2 separate regions of the Gossypium hirsutum genome follow, and region 1 is linked to region 2. Evidence: chromatin contacts called from public Hi-C data. All regions are on one chromosome and are shown on one strand. The core of a region is the stretch at or near the end of the contact, and the rest is flanking DNA. Distances in the headings are between cores, read along the strand shown.

Region 1 (6,017 bases), core at 3,116-5,615, 140 kb after region 2:
TGGCGACCGGTCAGAGGCGTGCATGCGTGAGGGGGGCAGACGAGGCTGAGCGGCGCGCCCTAGGCATGCTGCGCCTAGGGTTTTCTGCTGCAAACATTTGTTTGTTTTTTTTTTATTTGGGCTAGGGTTTCTGCTATTGGGCTAGGTAGTGGGTTGAATTTTGGGTTTGTTATTTTGTAATTGGACTGTTGTTTATTGTTTTAATATTCGGGCCTGGGCATAAAATTGGGCCTTACAATGGCTTTCAAATTAAGTTCCGAATTAGTGGATGCTGCCAAAGGGAGTGGCGATGCCATACGCAAAAAGGAAGAGACTCATAGAATGGCAGAGGCAAATAGAGCTTTTGCACATTTTCGTTAATCCATGAACAGGATCGATATAGACACATAGATTCATGGATCTATACATCTCGATCGGAAAAGAATCAATAGAAAAAGAAAGAATCGGAATTGATCGATATATTTTTCGAAACAAACGAAAAGGAAACGAAAGCTGAAACATAAATCATGGATCAACTAAGCCCTCTCGGGGACTTGCTTAAGAATAAGAAAGAGGAATCTCATGTAAATACCATGGAATAAGGTTTGATCCTATTCATGGGGATTCCGTAAATATTCCCATTCCAAAACTAGAAAGTTCGAAACAATTGGGATTTTTTTTGGAGATTGGATGCAGTTACTAATTCATGATCTGGCATGTACAGAATGAAAACTTTATTCTCGATTCTACGAGAATTTTTATGAAAGCCTTTCATTTGCTTCTCTTCGATGGAAGTTTTATTTTCCCAGAGTGTAGACTTAGTATTCTTTTAAAGTTGATCCTCTATTCATTGTCCTTGGAGGTATTTATAGGCAAGGGTCTCGTGTAAAATGGTGTTAATGTGTTGGACTCACCATCTATCCATCATTATGAAGCACGTGGAGGATGTCTTCAATAGGATAATGATATTTGAACAGGACAAATCTTGTCATTCATTTTGACTCGATGGGATAAAGTAGTTGAGCACACGTGATGTTTGGTCACCAACAACTTCATATTCTCAATGAAGATTAGGTCATTCGTTGTCCGGATTAGCTCGTAGGTACCCTCTCGACTTACTGATGGCAGCCTTACTGTTCTGATTTGCCATGTGTCTTAACATGGATAGGGGTATAACAGTGTTCGAATAATTATTATTTGAACCAAATTAGTACAAATTACAATTGAATTGAAAAATCAAAATATATCTAAACTAAAAATTAAGACAAATCTAGACATGACTTGCACATAGTAAAACTTAAACCCATAATAAATCTTTTGTAGTTCTTAAGATGCTATATGAAAAGTGAATGTGCTTGTTGAAAATAACTAATAGTAATTTTTTACTTGTCGCCAATTAAATTTTAGTTTAGTTTATTTTAGTTGAGATTGTTACTATTATAACAATTAGAAGGACATGGATTCAAGTGCACTTAAATGTGTCTTTTTTTCCAATTAAAGGGTGGAGAGAGGTTATAAGTATAAGTAAATTTTGTATAATTTTTTTTCTTGTTTTTAAAAAAATAAAAACAAAATTTTATTAATTTAATTTCAAAAATATTTTTTTTATATTATCTTCCATTGAATTAGTGTAACTTACAATAATTTAATATTACCCACACCAGCAATCCTCTAAAAATTGAATCATGTTATACATTTATGCAGCTTGTTTTAGGGTCCAATTGCTCAACTATGGTGCATCCTTGCTATTTTGTGGTCAATTAGTTGAAAATTATTTGAGAAAATTTTGGTGCATTTTCCATGAAAAAGAATACCAAACATAATATAGCATAATTTTAATTTTGTAGAACAGGCATTGTTTGAAATTGGAGCATGGTAAGCGCTTCTAGAAATACATAATATATATAGATATATATATAAAAGATGTTTGGTATTTGAAATATAGCTTATTTTTTACTTAAATTTAAGCTTAAATTTAGTTCTAGTAATTTGATTTGACATACCTACGTTTTAAAAAAACATATAATTTTTAAAATTTTTTAATTCGTCTGATTTTTATTTTTTGTTTTGTCTAGTGACGGTGTCAGCTTTCGAGTTGGTTATCTCTCGTCTTCTCCTTTCTCATCAACCCTTTCTTTCTTCTCATTCACTACACATGTTTGCTCTCTTTTCAGTTTGCAAATACCTGTGATAGACAGATGACGGTACCTGTCGTTCGCTAAAACTTCATCGGCCACTAGTAGTTTTTCTAGAAAAGTGAGTAGCTCTCCGTCAACTTCTAAATTTGTTTATGTTTTGAGAGTATTTCGGAATAATAAATGATTTCACGAGTCGATTTAGACACGTGTTGTCTTAAGTTTTATTTTTTTTTGTTTGCTTTTCCATTGTTTAATAAGTCTCCAGTTTAGAATTTTTTGTTTGCTCTTGTAGCATGTTTTTTTGGTATTGCTTATGCATGTAATCTTAATTTTACAAGTGATTTTAGGGATGCTTTTGTTGTCATCCTCTCTAGTTTGGTGAATACTCGATTCTTTTGTCGATTTTTGCTCGTCACTTTGGACTATTCGAGGTTGATTTCCTTATTGTATTAAGTGTTTGCAATCAATTCAGATATGTCATACTTGAATTATGACAAAGCCAATTGTCAACATGTCATAATATACTATTAATGTAGCTTGTCCTTCACCATCCATGACAAAATATTTATTATTTTTTCTTAAATTATATGATTTCATTCATCGAACGAATTAATGAATTTACCTATATATAGTACATGCCTAATCACCCTATATTATGTTACTAACCTATTGTTGATCAGTTTTTGAAGTCATGGTAAGACCACGTCACCCAACTAATGATAATTTATTAAAAATAAATTTATTTTTTAAATATATACAAACTATGGAACACATTTAAATATAATTAATATATATTTAATAAAAATGTAAACATTGCAACCAAACCTTGAGGTTAAACAAATCCATTCCAGGCAAAAAATTGTTTAAATAATTTGCATAATTATGAATTAACGAAAAAATTAAGGGGGTAAAAGCATAAATAAAGCAAAGTATGATCGAGTCCCTAAACTAAAGCATTAAGTTTTTCCCTTTTTTTCCATTAACTAAAGCATTAGTTAGAAGAAAAGACAAAAAGTAGCGTGACATGGGCACCAGCTGGCTCGCCTTTCACAAATAAAATAAAATACAATTTAAAATAGGTGAGTTTCATAAAATTTAAAATTTCAACATCGTCCCTCACAAGAAATTTTTTCACAAAGTCAATATCTTGTGGTAGAAAAATTAAATATATAAAATAAAAAAATAAAATTGGGAAGAAATTTTAAATTAGATTCAATTTGATTTGATTTCGAAAAATATGATTACTAGATATAAGATAGCTTTAGATAAAAAAATATTGTACACATTTTTACGGATTTAATCTCACTATGATCTCGAGTTTGAAAATAGATAGTTTTTTTTTTAAAAACAAAGGATTAGTAAAGGACTAATTTATCAAAAATACATTGTATAGGGACTTTTTATAAAATTTAACCTAAAAAAAGTAAATACAGGTAAACAAGGCTCTAAAGCAAATGATAATTTTGTGGAGGGGTGAAAATATCTTATAGGTCCTTTTATAGGAATCAAAATTATTAATTCGATTAATTTAGTGACTATATTATTAAAAATTTAAATAAGATTAAATTTTACTAGAATTAATATTTTTTATCAAAATTTATCATTTACTATTTAGTGCAGTTAATATTTTTGAAACTTTATAATTTTATAAATGAAATATTTTGTTTAGAATTAAAATTACAGTTGAAAAAATTGTTTTTTTGGGTATTTTTTAATAATAAGTATTAATTCTATTAAAAATTAACTTAAATCAATTTTTTTAATAATATAAAAATTAAATTAATCTATTTAATAATAAAAAAATTAATTTTACCTGTACACTACAATAAACTACCTGACAAGTATTTTCACTTTTATGTATATGTTAGTCCATAATAACGATTATAAGTTGAATTTGGATGTGCAAAGATATCAACAAAAAGATACATATATCGAGAGAGAGAAATCTAGCTATAGACCGTTTAATTAAGATAGTATCTAACAGAAAAAAAGTCGGTGTGCCAATGTTTACTGAAACTCATACAAAACTTTTAGCAATTTTTCATTACCTTCACTTTTAACATAATTAGTATTGATAAATGGGAATGTTTTATCATTTTTGGTTGAAAAAAAATTACATTATTTTGAAAAATAGAAGATTAGTGAATGGACTAAGTTGGCCAAAAATACTGAGTGTAGGGATCAGTTGTAAAATTTAACCTGAAAAGTAAAAATACAAAATAAAGAAGAAGAAAAAAATGAAAGAATAGAAAATGGGTGTTTAATGATGGATAGGATAGATATTGCAGCAGCTGAAGAACAGAAGCCGGAGAGCTTCCATGGTGAAAGATGAGAGAGACAGCAGAGGGGATTGAAAGAGATGGCCATGAAAGCAAAAAAAAAGGGGGGGTTTAAGGGAGGTTTTTTTTTTTTAGGTCCACCAACTGGTAGTTAAGAGATAGAACTCCTTAACCAAACATATCTTCAACAACACCCAAAGAAGATGAAGATGAAGAACGAAGAGTAAGAATTTCAAACAAAAAAAGAAGGAAACTGGGTTTTAAAGCAAGAGCCTTTGGAAACTAAAAAGTTATATTTTTCCTCCCTTGTTTTTTATTTCTCAAAAAAAGAGATAAACAGTTACAGGGTGAAAGGTATCATTAATGGTATATAGGACCATAGGGTTCCAAGATTATGAGTGAAATCTCTCACGTGGGGTTTGAAATGGAAATGATGGATGGAGAATATATATGATTAGTAAAAAAAAGAAAGATGAGCCAAAAAAAAGTGATGTAATTCATTCATTGCCATTTCCTTTACCTCTTTCTCTCCCCTCCCCCTCCCTTTAGTCTGAATATTGCTATCGTTATCCTTTTATTTGGAGCAACACACAGCTAAGGTTTTTTTTCTTTTATTTAGAATTTTCATGTGCAAAATTTTCGATGAAAAAGTGAAGTGTTGGGTTGTTCTGTGTTCTTGGGATCACAAAGTGTTTGGTTTTTTTTAAGGATTTTGCTCAGCAGATTGGGTGGTGTCTTTGAGAAATCCTGTTCCCTATAACTTCAGCAACTGTTACCGGTTTCCAGGTATTTTTCCCCCTATGTTCCTCTCTTCACTTTCTTTCCCTTTTGTGAAGGTTTTTTTTTTGTTGGGATTTGCAGGTTTTGGGGTTTATCTCAGTTCTTTGTTGTCTTCTTTGTTTCTCAGTTCATCTACTTTGTTTCTCGTATCCTGTTTTATCATGTTTCCCCTGGTTTGAGTTTTGTTTTTATGTTCCTGGATTCCTGTTTTTAGTTCCCGTGTATTTTTCATATATTCTTCTTTATACTTTTGTTTAAACTTCAAAGTTTTCAGTGTTGGTTATGATAGTAGTCCTTTCATTTGCCTATTTCAGTTCGATTTCATGACTATGTAATTTGACTTGAACCGGAGCGAGGAACGTTTCGAGATTGAGAGAAATATGGCTAGTTATTACACGGGTTCTGATAATCAAAGAGATACTGCACCGATGATCTATTTAAGGGAATCGATGCCTGGTTCGTTTCTAGAGGGACCGGTTCTTCCTGGTAATACGATGTTGTATATGAGTTCAGGGTCATTCTCAGATGCATTTGCTGGGAATTCTCAGCAGCAAAACAACTGTGTTGAGATTCCGACCGTGGAAGCTGCAACTTCGCAGCAGCAACAAATCTTGTCGAACCTCGATTGCTCGAGAGAGCAGGATTTCAGTGGTTGGAGGGATGGTAGAAATGAAATGCCAGCTATGCATCTAATGGGCAGTACTTCTGGCATCGGTCATGATGGCCAAAACTTGCAAGGTCAAGGATTATCTTTAAGCCTTGGTACCCAAATCCCTTATCGAAACCCCAGTTCGGGTTTTCCTAGTGGTAATCAAGAGTCAAACAAAGGGGAATTATCCGC
Region 2 (5,990 bases), core at 2,684-5,183:
ATGATATTGCTTGAAAAGTACAGGACCATTATTATGCATTTTACAATTCCATCTATTTGGTATTTGTTTCCCAGATTTGATTTAATCTACTTGATTCTCGACAAGGCTGACGAGCAGACAGATAGGCGTTTAGCTAAGCATATTGTTTCTTTACATTTTGAGGACACAGAGGTTTGGCGAACTCTTACGCTCTACCATGTTTAGGATTTCTTTTTCCTGTGGTTTTTCAATGTAATTCCTTGCCTCTATTTGCAGATTGCTGAGCATGATGTCATAGATCTTGCTACATTAACAGCATACGTGAGCTATGCTCGCAAGAATATTCACCCAAAATTATCTGATGAAGCTGCTGAAGAGCTAACCCGAGGATATGTCGAAATGAGGAAAAGAGGAAATTTCCCAGGCAGCAGTAAAAAGGTAAAATGCATTTACTTTTTGTCTCCCCCATTCTTTTCTTTGTTAGTATTTTTTCTGTGTAATCATTGATTGCTAGATAGATACAGCCCTGAATTGATTTATTATGGATTAAGTACATGATCTAAGGCATACCAGCTTGCTAACTTTTTTCAACCCTTCTTCTGTGTTTTGATATGTCAACAGGTCATCACAGCAACACCAAGGCAAATTGAGAGTCTGATACGCCTTAGTGAAGCCTTGGCTCGTATTCGATTCTCGGAAACAGTTAGTCAGCTTAGATTTATCTTAACATCTAAATTGATTTCACTATGAACAGAATAATGACAACCCATTCTGATGTTTGTAGGTTGAAATGCGAGATGTAACTGAGGCATTCCGGCTTCTGGAAGTTGCTATGCAGCAATCAGCAACTGATCACTCCACAGGTAATGTTTCAGCCATTGTTCTTTATTGTGAATTCGTTTTTCCCCATAAGAACAATCTAATGAATCCTTCCATTTTTTTTCCGTTTGTTCCTTTCTCTTTAAAGGAACTATTGATATGGATCTTATCACCACTGGAGTTTCTGCAAGTGAAAGGATGAGGAGGGAGAGTGTGTTATCAGCAACACGCAACATAATAATGGATAAGCTGCAACTTGGGGGACCATCAATACTATTGCTAGAGGTAAGCTGGTTCAGTATATTTAAAGTTGGAAGATTTCATTTAGTCCCCAAAATTATCTTATTGGTCACATTGCTTGATTAATCCTGCAGTTACTGGATGAAATGAAGAAGCAAAACTCTGGCACTGAAATTCACCTTCATGATGTGAGAATCCAAGCCTCTTTCTTGCACACTCCATTAAAAATGAATATGATCAAACTGATGAAAAACCCTTTTTTGTCATTTGTCTTTATTTGGCCAATTCAGCTAAGAACTGCAGTTGCAACTCTAGCCAGTGAGGGATTTGTTGTACTTCATGGTGACAGCGTGAAGAGAATGTGAAAATGTGAAAGCTACAAAAAAGACCGAAACTATCAAAGTCGAACGAAATAGCCAGCCAATGTGCTAACCACTGGAAATGCTGCCTTGTGACTTCCGAGATACCCTCTGCAAAAGACATTTACTCTTAAGGTATCCCTTAGCCTGTGGTGGACTTAAAGAAGAGAATTGAGTGTTAGGTATGTCATTTAATTAGTTGATTGTGACATGTATCATATCCTTACCAGCTGCTAGTGTAATACCAGAGCTTATTCTTTTCCATGTCTCTCTTCTTTTAAGATGTCTAACTTAATGTTTTTAAACGATAACAATTAAGTGGTACTAAGTGCAAAGGGTGTTTAATTTCCTTTTCATTGGGTACATCTAGAGAGGCTTTTATGAGTGGATTAGATTGAATGAGAAAAAAGTTTGTTCTCGAGGGTACGCGATATGGTGAAAACCTAATCCAGAATTTTAGGTTCAACATAGGCAGATGGTATATGGCTCAACTGTACTAGCTTTACAATACTTTAGATAGCTAGAAATTTACCAAATGCTTTAAGTGCCATTTTAAATTATATTGATATGATAAATAAACGAGGGAAGTGGTTAAATTTTAAATTGTGATCTCTTAAAATAAAAAAATCCATTTTGGGTTTTTCGATTAGGATGATTTAAGTTAAAATTTGAAATATTTAAATAATTATTCTTAATGCGATTAATAAGGAGTTTAGAGATCAAATTAATATTTGAATTTAAATTAGTTTTATCATATTGGATGTGGATAAAAATTGAATTTATTGAGGTTTATAAAAATAATCATTTTACGCAATACAAGACTATCTTCATCCCAAAAGCTTTGTTATTGAATTTTGCTGGTCTAATTGCATCCAACTTGGCTTGAATTGACAAATTTTTGAAAATGGAATAATTGTGATTATTTCTGCAAATATTATCAGATTTTTTTATGAAAAAAATTTTGAAGAATGAGAAGTTCTTTCTATGAATTGAAAATCATAATTGTAAATATTTAAATTTTAGATAATTTCTTTATAAAAAAACTCATTAAATAGCATTATAATCAACCTTTTCTATTTTTTTTAAACCGATTATATTCATTAAATTGATTAAGGGCTTAGTTAAAATGAAAAGTGGGTTGATTATTGAAATTCAAAATTAAATCGGATTTAAGCTGTTTAATATATGTTTTTAATTATTCTAAATATATTGTGTATAAGTTAAATATATATTATTTTTATAATATATGTTATTTTAATTTATGTAAAACAAGAAAAAAAATCAATTAATCAACTTAAAATTAAATTGATTCAAATAAACCAATTAAAAACAATATTGATTATTATTATTGAAAGTTGATCAATTAAATCAATTATGTATAAAAGCCAAACAAACAACTGATTTTTGAACCCCTACCATCAAATATATTTAGGTCTAAATATTAAAAAAACTCACTTAAAGTAATTAAAAAATCAATTAAGTTATTTGATTGAAAATTGTAATCAATTAAGTCCTTGAGATATAATTTTTCATTAGAACCATTAATGAGCCATTGAATGATAATGTAGTAGTAATAGACATAGAGGAAATGATGATATGGTAGCTGACATAGTATTTCATGTGAAAAATTGTCTGACATAGAGAGCTTTATTTACTTTTTAATTATTTATTAATGGCTTAATTGATTTTTAATTACTTTTTGATTAAGTTTAAAAACTATTGAAATATTATAACAAGTTTAGAAATTTATTAAAAATGCAGAAAATTATAATTTATTAAAAAGGCTAAAGGGTGGTTAAAGTTCATAAACTTTTTTAAGAAAATCAATCAAGCCCCTATAATTATTTTTGGTACTTAATTCAGTTTTTGAACATAAAAAATTCAATTAATAAAGTCCTTTGACTACTCAAGAGCAAAGACAACTATTATGGGGTTATTTTCGTCACATGGCACATCAGGATTGTGTCCTGCGGTGAAATTAGACCCGTTCATGGGTTTGGTCATCTAACTCGAAGATTTATCTAAAACGTAAAAAATTTGAGTAAAAATATAAGTCCGAAAAATGCGCTTGAAAAAAAATAAAACGAGCCTAATTTTCTTACCCAAACTCATTTTTCGAGTTTAGTATTTTGCCCAAACCCTTTCAAACTTTGAGCAGACCTTCGAGTCTAGATGGATAACCCGACCATAAACAGGTGTATTCGTGACTCAGAAAACCAACTCAACTATTTTCAATTAATTTACTCGATTAATTACAGTTTTCAATTTTAAAATTAATTAAAATTTAATTATTTTTACAGGGTTATTTTAGCCTGGCCATATACTTATTACCATTCTAATTTTCAACAATAATTTTTACAGGGATTTTTTTAGCATGATCATATATTTATTTCCATTTCAAGTTTCAACCAATAACCATCACCTGGTGGTAAAATGTTAGGATTAACTTTTTACAGAAAAAAAAAACCAGAAGAAAAGGAATCTTAAGACAACTAGAACGGTAAAAAAGGAAAAGGCTTACGTGGAAGATTGTGGTAGTAAGGAAGTAGAGGACGAAATCTCTACAATCTACAAACACCATCTCCCGGTTTCCTTAATTTTTTTTCCCCGTGACCGTATTTTTCTTTGGCTTTTACTACGCGCTGAATTATTTGAACTCCACAAACCAAATCCAAAAGCAAAAATTACTCTCTCTCTCGAGAGATCCATCTCGCTCTGCTTTTTCTCGTGTGATCGGAAAAAAAATCAACAGTCATCTAACGGAGTTGGAACTCGATGGGAGACCGTGGAGGAGGATGCTGCCCTCCGATGGATCTGTTCCGTTCGGAGGCGATGCAATTGGTCCAGCTCATTATCCCCATGGAGTCCGCTCACCTCACCGTGTCTTACCTCGGCGACCTCGGTCTCATTCAATTCAAAGATGTCTGTACACTTGTCTTTTTACTTGTCCGACACTTCTTCATGCTTTGTCTTTTGATGGATGCTCAGTTGCTATCGAAATCTGTACTCTCTCTTTGTTCTACTTCGGAATTGAACCGGATTATCGGTGCTTGAGTCTTTTGTTTTAGTTCATGGCAGCCCTAGACTTGAACTATGTGCCGGAAATTCTTTGTGGTTGAGATCGGTTTATCGGATTTTTTTAATGATTGCGACTGCTAGGGTTTTTGTTTTATGCATCAATTTCTTTCTTTTTCTACTTTCTTTTAAATAAATTTTCATGAGAAGATAGTTTTATTTTGACTTTTCTTTCAAGATTTGATGGATCAATCGGTGGAGATTTAGGACTGATTTTTTTTTTTAAATTGTGATATTTTGCAGCTCAATTCGGATAAGAGTCCATTTCAGCGAACTTATGCTGCTCAGGTATTTTCTTTGCTGCTTTTCAGTAGTATGTTTGATATATTCGCAATTAACACATTGTGATGCTGCTCGTTCTTTCTTTTGCTTCTACTTTAAAGAGCTACACTGTCGGGAATTTTATGCTAGTAGAAGTTTCACTGGCTCAAAAATGTTGGCAATAAATAATATTAGATCTCTTGAACCAAATCTACTGCATCACCTAACCAAAATGTCAGTTTGATGTGTTGCATGCACTATATAGCATATGCTGGTGTTTAAGGAAGTCCTAGAAGAGTTCAACTGATGTTTTAGGATCTCAAATGATGGATGTTTGTTTGAGACAGCGAATCTTATCCCACTGCCTTTCTATTGTATTCGAAGTACTACAGTTATTTGAAAAAACAATGTTTATCATGCTATATTTTGTTCCCATAATTCCTCCACCTCCCCATCGCATTTTTGGTCATTGTTTGTTAACATCTTTTTCTCATGAAGATTAAAAGATGCGGAGAGATGGCACGCAAGTTACGTTTTTTCAAGGAGCAAATGCTAAAAGCGGGCTTCTCCCCTTCAGCAAAATCTTTGGGAGAAACTAATATTGGTTTTGATGACTTAGAGGTACAGCATCTATTATCTAGAAATGTTTTGTTTTGTTTTATTTTATTTTTTGGTACGACATCTATTACGTAGAATGTTTAATTTTCTTTTTCATTTTTTAAATTGAAATCAATTTTTTTTGTTATGTTTTAGGTGAAACTTGGAGAACTTGAGGCGGAACTGGTTGAAATGAATGCAAATGGTGACAAATTGCAACGTGGTTATAATGAGCTGCTTGAGTATAAGCTTGTTTTGCAAAAGGTATGCTTTGTTTGCTGCCCTAATCAGATGGCTTTGGTGATGGATCACTTCCTTGTTACTACTATTGTTTTTACATCTTGAGAAACAGTAACACACATGTGGTCATTGAAGTTGCTAATTTTTGCAGTAAGGTTATATATGTATGGATGAGTAAAACAATTCATAGTTGAGACACTGAGCTACTAATTGGATAGTCTATAAACAATGTTTTTTCATATTCTCTTTAGATAAAAAGTTAATTTGATTCTGTAGTTTTTATGTTATATTATGTTCTTGTTATATCTTACTGGTGTTGAATGTTAACTTACTCTTATTTGTACATCAAGTATTTTTCTCAAAATAATTTTCACTATCTCTACAATCAAGTGGATATCTCTTTTTAAAGTTTCATTTGCT

The links. Hi-C and Micro-C count contacts between places; a contact is called where the count stands out from the background.
Region 1: a contact with region 2 is called in a Hi-C map of leaf, with 1.7 times the contacts expected there. The contact joins the promoter of LOC107913547 here to the promoter of LOC107913540 in region 2. A contact is called at or near these places in 2 of 34 Hi-C or Micro-C datasets (both in leaf).

Annotation. Positions count from the first base shown.
Region 1 is chrA13:3,798,258-3,804,274 of Gossypium_hirsutum_v2.1, forward strand. It overlaps LOC107913547 (BEL1-like homeodomain protein 6), which reads left to right and starts at 4,366. Exons shown (of 5, transcript XM_016842173.2): 1 at 4,366-5,182; 2 at 5,491-6,017. The coding sequence starts at 5,557.
Region 2 is chrA13:3,660,748-3,666,737 of Gossypium_hirsutum_v2.1, forward strand. LOC107913540 (V-type proton ATPase subunit a3) reads left to right here and starts at 3,934. Exons shown (of 18, transcript XM_016842162.2): 1 at 3,934-4,319; 2 at 4,716-4,760; 3 at 5,232-5,354; 4 at 5,487-5,594. The coding sequence starts at 4,173. LOC107913539 (DNA replication licensing factor MCM4) reads left to right here. Exons shown (of 18, transcript XM_016842161.2): 12 at 75-171; 13 at 256-417; 14 at 601-681; 15 at 764-842; 16 at 947-1,083; 17 at 1,173-1,226; 18 at 1,329-1,746. The coding sequence ends at 1,403.